Linked DNA regions of Zea mays: all the other regions are linked to region 3. Evidence: chromatin contacts called from public Hi-C data. All regions are on one chromosome and are shown on one strand. The core of a region is the stretch at or near the end of the contact, and the rest is flanking DNA. Distances in the headings are between cores, read along the strand shown.

Evidence for each region. Hi-C and Micro-C count contacts between places; a contact is called where the count stands out from the background.
Region 1: a contact with region 3 is called in a Hi-C map of leaf, with 4 times the contacts expected there. The contact joins the promoter of LOC100191839 here to the promoter of LOC100272422 in region 3. A contact is called at or near these places in 3 of 25 Hi-C or Micro-C datasets (ear, leaf and tassel).
Region 2: a contact with region 3 is called in a Hi-C map of leaf, with 5 times the contacts expected there. The contact joins the promoter of LOC103626595 here to the promoter of LOC100272422 in region 3. A contact is called at or near these places in 2 of 25 Hi-C or Micro-C datasets (ear and leaf).

Annotation. Positions count from the first base shown.
Region 1 is chr5:79,344,698-79,347,397 of Zm-B73-REFERENCE-NAM-5.0, reverse strand. It overlaps LOC100191839, which reads right to left and starts at 1,423. Exons shown (of 4, transcript NM_001158370.2): 1 at 864-1,423. The coding sequence starts at 1,154.
Region 2 is chr5:79,029,667-79,032,390 of Zm-B73-REFERENCE-NAM-5.0, reverse strand. It overlaps LOC103626595, which reads right to left and starts at 1,355. Exons shown (of 8, transcript XM_020538423.3): 1 at 1,005-1,355; 2 at 755-860. The coding sequence starts at 805. LOC100193851 reads right to left here. Exons shown (of 21, transcript NM_001350703.1): 21 at 1,973-2,722. The coding sequence ends at 2,407.
Region 3 is chr5:79,182,582-79,185,281 of Zm-B73-REFERENCE-NAM-5.0, reverse strand. It overlaps LOC100272422, which reads right to left and starts at 1,450. Exons shown (of 3, transcript NM_001359615.1): 1 at 1-1,450. The coding sequence starts at 1,359.

The sequences.
Region 1 (2,700 bases), core at 174-2,673, 160 kb before region 3:
AAACGATCAGTTGATTAGAGTAATGTTTTTTTAGATTAGTGTTCTGCTCATCTTGTGCAAAGAAACAGCAGATATTCAAAAGTATCTAACCACCGCATATCTCTAGACGCCAGACTGATCAAAGAACATGATGGGAAATCAAAACCACCACCCTACAAGACGAAGCCTCGCTAACAAGTTCCAGATGGCCCTCCACATCCAGAAGAAAAGGCCCTGTGTTTCTGTAGACAGAGTGACAGCAGATAGGTGCAAATGGCGAGTACTGGCAATTTCTTTCAAATGTTTCCTTTCCAATCGAGTTACTCTGGTGCAGTGAGGATCGATAAGAACAGTTTTTTTTCTAAGCATTTCCGCTTGCTGATCTTGTATCATCGCACATGCATATCAAGCATTTTCTAATGCATATCTTGCTGACTTTTTTTTTTGTGGTAGCTTCACAATCGGCTTCCTGCACTTCATACAGTAAAGATATATATAGGTGAATAAAGTGTTTTGCCTCCACCGCTACCTGGGTCGTCCTCCATTTACAGTTTCCCACTGCAGCACTAGACAGCAAGCCAGCAAGGTATTCCCCTCCTTCTGCTTGCTTGCATAGAGGCACAAAAAAAAACGCATAACAAATCGAGCAGCAATATACGATGCGCGGGACACGGCACGAACGGGGCACCGGATTCGATGCTTAGAATCGCGCAGCTTGATACGCGGCAGGCAAGATCTGGATCGCGCCTGGCTGTGGCAGCAGCAGGTTGACTCTACTACGGACGAGCTAGGAAGGAGTCGACCGCGGTTGCCGTTGATCGAGCAAAGGTGCGAGGGAGAGGAGGGCGGGGAGGGGAGGGGAGCAAGCTGAGCGCAGTAGTAACCTGGAGGGACTGGAGCTCCTGGTCGAGGCGGGCGATGGCGGCGGAGAGGCGATGCTTGCCGACGTAGCCGACGTTCCTGGCGAGCGGCGGCGGCGGGCGCGGCTGCTGCTGCTGCTGCGGGCCGGAGTACGGCCTCTGGGCCTGGTGCCGCCGCTGCTGCGGCGGGCCCTGGCCCCGGTGGCGGCCCTCGTCGTCGCCCTCCTCTTCCTCCGCCTCCTCGCCGTCGTTGTCCGCCTCGTGGTCGTCGCCCCGCTGCCGGCGGTCCTCCACTCCGTTGGCTTGCCCCCTCATCCCGCCGTCCTCCGGGAGCGGGTTGTGGTCGGCAACGGCAAGTGGACGGACGGAACGGAAGGAACGATGGGTGGGTGGGTGGATCTGCGTGCGAGTAGCTGGGTATAGTAGAGAGAGGCGGGAGTGGCCGAGTGGGTTCTGTCGTGCCGTGCAGTGCTGCCCGTTTTACTGGGAGTCAATCAACTAACCCAGCCAAGCAGCCAGGGAAGGGAAAGGGAGGCTGGGAGCAGCGCGCGGTGCGACGGTGATGGCGACGCCGACGGCGCGCGGGTGGGTGGGTGAGTGGGTCAATGGCTGGCTGGTGCCTGGTACCAGATAGATACAGAGAAAGAGATGGATAGGAGCGGCCGAGCGGGAAGGGATGGGGGCCCGTTTGACCGGTCAACGTTGCGCGGCAGCAGCGGTCGGTCAGTCAATTTGTCGGAAAAAATTTGTTGCAGCCCGGCTGCAAACGATGATGTTTGCAGCCCCTCACAAAAAGGAAGATAGAGCCCACCTGCAGGTCCACCAGGTAACGTTTTAGTTGTCTTATTAACCTGCAGGTGGGCCCTATCTTCTTTTCTATGAGGGACTGCAAACATCCTGGTTTGCAGCCCGGCTGCAGCAAATTTTTTTCCCAATTCGGAAAAAATTTGTTGCAGCCCGGCTGCAAACGATGATGTTTGCAGCCCCTCACAAAAAGGAAGATAGAGCCCACCTGCAGGTCCACCAGGTAACGTTTTAGTTGTCTTATTAACCTGCAGGTGGGCCCTATCTTCTTTTCTATGAGGGACTGCAAACATCCTGGTTTGCAGCCCGGCTGCAGCAAATTTTTTTCCCAATTTGTCACCGAGTGCAGCGGCAGGCCCGCAGCGGCCCCAGCAGGCAGCAGGCAACAGTCTGTCGTTTTTTACCCGAGCCACCTGGTCGTAGTAGATACCCTCGTTTCATACGAAACAAAAAATAAATAAAAAAATTGTAAGGGCCTCTGCTCTTAATTCATGTGGTTTAGTGGGATTGAAAGAGTTTAAATCTTAAATAAGTTAAAATATTTTTATAATATTTTTTCTAATCTCTTCTAAGGGGGTGTTTGGTTTGCCCCTGCTAAAATTTAGCCATTATCACATCGAATATTTGAACCTTCGTTGGGGGTATTAGATGTAGTCGGATTATAAAACTAATTTCTCAGCCGAAGATTAAAAAGTGAGACGAATCTAGTACAGTTGGTTGGGTCTATATTTCATACTCCTATTTGAAAGTCAAACGCTTGATGTGACCCGGGCTAAACTTTAGTCCACAGAACCAAACACCCCCTAATCCACATAGCCTAGAAAAGCAAAAAAAACAAGCCTAAGGCCTACTAGGTAACAACAAATGCTGGTGACAATTGAATACTACATGACACTTACATGGACTGCCCTGCCACAGCTACTACAGCTGTTCGAATTGCTGCAGGTACAATATATAGAAACAAAATACTATATAAGCCGCAGTCAAATTAAAACTACAGCAAGTCGCAGAAGCGAACAATATATTTCGGGGTCAGATAAACACCCTTGGGTTTGGT
Region 2 (2,724 bases), core at 106-2,605, 150 kb after region 3:
AAATGAGAGTGAAAAAAATTTGGAGGTTATGACATATGACACTGGCAAGAACAAGTCAACTTAAGTAACGGATACGTGCCCCCCCCACCTGAAAACTGAAAGTTCATCCGAAAGATTCGACATCCAAAAAAGGCAAACGGACACGTGAAAACAGGACAAGTACGCCGAAACTTCAATAGATCTCATAGCTCAACTTCATCGGACTTAGGGTGTGTTTGAATGCACTAGTGCTAATAATTAGCTGCTAAAATTAGTTGAAGACATCCAAACAATCTAGCTAATTTCACTAGCAATTTTTAGCCAACTTAACTATTAGCTCTAGTGCATTCAAACATCCTCTTACTAGTACGCATTCTGCTTTTGCATACGACAACAGAAGCGCACGAGTCTCTCCTTTAGCACACATCATTATTACAGATACCCAACAGTAGCAGCATCCATAAATTCCCCACCCCCTCTCTTACCCATGCACACCCTTCCCCCTCCATCCACCTCTCCAGCTCCGTGTTCATGAATCATGACCAACCGGGACTGGCACATGCCCATGACCTAGAGTATGCAAGCAGAGCCCAAACGAGGGCATGCAACCGTTGCAACAGCACAACCATCTGTAACCCTAATCGAGGCCATTTACTTCTCACCGAGCCTACCAGGTATTCAGGTTATCAAATATATAGGGAAAAATAATCGAAAGCAAGTTAAAAAGAGAGAGAGAGAGATGGAGGAGGGAAGGAACAAGGCGGGGGGCGCTCACAAGCTGTATGTCCTGGCGCGAGACCTTACGGACGTCCTCCCCTCCCGGCATGCCTGACGCCCGTCTCTCGCTCGTGCCCAGCCCGGCGGCCCTAAACCAAATCTCCCTGCGAGCGACGCCAAGCTAAGGTTATCGAAAGAAGAAAGTAGAACAAAACGGCGCAGTCGCGGGTGGCGATTGACACCGACAGGATAGTAGCCAACGACGAAACGTTCGATCCAGCTGGCACGGCCGCGGGGGGGAATCTCACCTTGCTCGAGCCGAGGGAAAGAGCAGGTGAAGCGGAAACGGAGCTGGAGCCGGAGCGGAACACGAGGGAGGGAACCGTTCCGCGCGCGAGTTCAACGAGGGTGAGGGCCGAAGCGGCGTGGAGGGAGGAGGAAGGCGACGGCGATCAGGTGAGGGCGCCGCGCAGCGTGGCAAGGGCCTGACGAAGGAAGCAGTGTGTGTGGGGACAGCCAAGTTGGTGGGGTGGGATGGGATGGGATGCTAATGCCGTATCCGTAATGCGTCGGATTATCTAGGTGTTATCCGGTTTAACGAAACGGGGAAGTGGAGGCCTACGGGACGGACACCAGATTCCGTGCTACCATCCCCCCCCCCCCCCCCCCCCCCCCCCCCCCCCCCTCCCCTCTCTGATTAGCTCAGTTGACAGCTGGAACATCCGATCTTTTCTGACACTCTGATTCTGGCTTAACCCCTCCTTTCCAAAATAGACGATTCTTCTTCTTCATTAGCTAATACTCCCTCCGTTCTTTTTTATTTGTCGCGTTTTAGTTCAAAAATGAACTAGCGGGCGACAAATATTCGAGAACGGAGGTAGTAACAACTAGAGGGTCATCTATATTGACATGTATCAAATCGGCAAGACAATGCCCGGTTTTCCTACCTGGTCTATGTTCACTTCCACGAGATAATCACATTATCCAAAACATTATCATCACCAATAAATAGTTAATAGCTAGCTGTGTTATGGCCTTATGGGTCTTTGGGCGATTGGGGCCTACATCGACAGGGATTTCACGTTTTTTTTTTTGAAGATATAATCACACTATCCATCACCTGTTATCATTATCCATCATCCATAATCATGGAGGGCTTGAATGCGACAAGAACGTAGCTTTCGGACCTCCAAAACAATGTCTGCACGGATCGGCAATGACGATGGATCCAGTGACAGCGATGTCTCCAGGGCCTGAAGCGATGCATTTGCAGATAAGCATATAATAACCAATCTTCAGACAAAAACTGTCATGGGTGTACAGGTGTAAGTATATCGTCTGCTGCTGCCTCGATGGCATCTGTTCTCATCTCATCTCGGCCACAAGAGAAGTTCGCTGCGCACTCGCTCTTTGCGCACCAAAGAAAAAAAAAACATAGCTTGTACCAAATACAAATGCTTACGTATGTATAAACAGTGCCAACCATTGGCACCTACGATACAGCACTGCATGTCTGTTCCTGCCTCCTGCCATCAGATTCTGCCACATCAGCAGTCCCGATGTCATGTCTGGACGTCTGGTACCTACCAACAGACAGAACAAAAAGCTTCGCAGAAACTTGGAAGGAATTTGCAACCTGTTGATAATAATAAGCTTCAAAAACGGAGAATCCACGCCCGCATCAGTCTGCCATGCGACAAGGCGTGCGATTCAGTCAGACGTCGGTTCGGCGTCCATGCAGAGATGAACCAGCTTCTGCTGGTACTGCCCGAAGACCTCACTGACTGCGATCAGGTCCTCGTCGGCCACATTCTTGGAAGGGAACCGGAGCTTCTCCGTCTGCTCCGGCGTCGGCGTCAGTGCTAACACGGAAGTGTCGTCCTCGGGCTCTGATTCTGATAAGGCTTGTGAGTAGGTCTCGTGGCAAGCTAGCAAGAACATGGCTGCGGTATCTGGGCGCTGGCTCTTGCGAAGTGTATCCAAAGCCTCTGGCAGTGCTCCAGCAGCAACGTATAGGATAAGAGCTCT
Region 3 (2,700 bases), core at 201-2,700:
GGCAAGGCCAGGCCTCAGGATGCGCAACGTGGAGCGTGGACCACGGCCACAGGCAGTGAACAACTGGGGTGTTTCCTCATCGAATAAATTCGCGACACGCATGTCCATGACTGGCATGAGGCTCTCAATCTCATCTATGCGCATGAGGTTCTTCAGTGCCCTTGGCTGAAAGAAAACTGGCTGGAATCCCTCCTCTGTCTCCATCAGTGTTGCAGAAGATGACTCAACATCGGCTTCTCTACCAATATCACGGAACTGGTAAAGTGCATGGTTGCCAAACTCAGAAGCAGCAAAGAGGAAACCGGAGCGCAGCACACAGACAGCCGATGTCACTGGTATGGTGTCAAAGTACTTGATCCTGAGCTCACTAACAGCATCCCCATTATGATCGAGGTCAACCTTGAATATGTCACCATACTCAGTCTGTAGCAGGAAGAAGAACATACTCTTTTGTTTGTGTGTGGCGGCTGCGACAATGAGGACGCCACGCTCAGCAGGGAGGTCAGCACGGCGTGGAATAACAGCACGAATCTCTGGGTGGCCCTGGTTCCGGTACAGCACGAAGTTATCACAGCACACGAGAACACCGCTGGGACCGTCACCACCACCCGGTACAGTCACGAGAAGATTGGCACCATTATCAATCGGCTCAGAGACCTTGCGGGAGACATGGTTGAGCCCCAGGTCAAGCTCGTAGAAGGTGAGGAGCTTCTGCGCCTGGTTGGCGGCCTGCCCCGTGGGGTCGCGGTCAGACTCGGCGTACTCGAGCTCGATGGCGGCGAAGACGGGGTTGTCGAACCCACAGTCGAGCGCGGCGAGGGCGAAGGTGAGAGTGTTGGACTTGTGCGCCTCGAGCGGGGACGAGATGGTGAGGCGCGCGGCGGCGTCGCGATTGAGGACGTAGACGAGCTTCTGCTTCTCGAGCGCGGCGATGCAGAGCGCGCGGCCCTTTGGGTCGACGGCGAGGAGCTGGCCGGGGACGATACGGCGGCAGCCCGACTTGCCAAAGGTCTCCTGGTGGACCTTGTCGAGGCGGTTGCGGTCGGGGGAGTACTCGAGGATGACGAGGCGGCCCGAGTCGGAGCCGACGACGAGGTAATCCTTGTTGGCGCCGGTGAGGCGGAACTGCGCGAGCGAGCGGATGGCGCCGAAGACGTCGACGGAGAGGAGCGTGCGGAGGCGGCCCGTCTCCGGGTCCGGGCGGAGGAGGTCGAGCGTGCTGCCCCGGGCCACGGCGATCTCTTGCGTGGAGCCGGACCCGGAGGCGGCGGACTTCTTCGAGTCCCGCCCGCTGAAGCTGCCGATGACGGCGCACACCGCGCCCGTCGCGCGCTGTAGCGTCAGGCTGTAGAGGTACATGGCTTCTGCGGCGAGGCCCCCGCCTCCTCCGGCGACTCGGCGGCGGGTCGAGGGACGGGGGTGAGGGGAGAGAGATCTAGGGTTTTAGAACGGGCGGGCGGAGCTCGAACAGTGGGAAACTCTGCGGCTTATCAAATCGGACGGAGGCAGGGCCCGACCGAACCGGGCCTTGCCAATTGCCATATGCCACCAAGTTGCGACTTGGCCATTTGGACCGAACCGACCGAACTAATTTGTTTGTTTGTGTTTTGAATTTTAAGATGCTGTCATAAACAACTGAAAGTTAGTCATACAGTCTCTCTGTCTTAAAATAGTACTCTCTCTGGTATCCTATTAGTTATCATTTAGAATAACGACACAATCTTCTAAATATAACTTTGATCGATGTTATTTGATAAAATACAAATAAACTCTTGATACATTTATATTTTTATAAAAGTATTTGTTAAGGTAAATCAGTGTATATAAACATTAAGTTCCAAAATTAAATAATAAAATAATTATTTGTAATAAAAAAATTTATAAGTTTAACTCAAACTTTATTCAATTTAAAGTATCGTACCCAAACTTTCGCTCTGGATTTTTATGTCCAAATATGAATATGATGAATATAGATAATTATAAACCTAGATATCTATATACAATACATATATTAATTATTGTATGAATCTATTAAAAATGTAAAACATAATTTAATTTAAAATAAAGGGAGTAATATATATTTAATACTTAATCTATATTTGATTCCTACAAAGTGTTTTAAAGTCCGTGAGCAACTCACTTTTAACTTGACTGTAAGGCTATTCTTAATGGATAGTATCATATCCATTAATAAGATGTTACGTGTGTTTTTTTTTTGCTAAAGTGGCAAGGCCTTTAATAGAAAGGAGGAAAGAGAAGTATCTTAAGTAAGATGTTGCTTCTGCACTTTTAGATTATAGCACAAAAAATAATGTTTTGATCCATTCTTATAGACACAACATCAAACCAACTAACTAGTATAAACACATAAGTATGATACTATACATTATAGAGAGTATATCTTTCTAGCAGTACATACTTTTCACCATATGTGATATTTTTGGAGATTTGTTACACCACACGTGCATCACCTTATAACACTTGCTCTTATGCTGCTTAAAAATACTCGTCTCCAAGCAAGTCTTATGATAACATGTTCAAACGACCTAAGAAAGTTTCAGATATTAGACTTACGATTTTCATCAAAAGTTCGATAGTTGCCAACCAAAATAGTTCAAAAATCTTTGACCTTGAAATACTCGGTAATAGACTTGCTCAAACGTCGATCGTGTTGGGTTCGAATCGTGGGTCGTTTGGCAC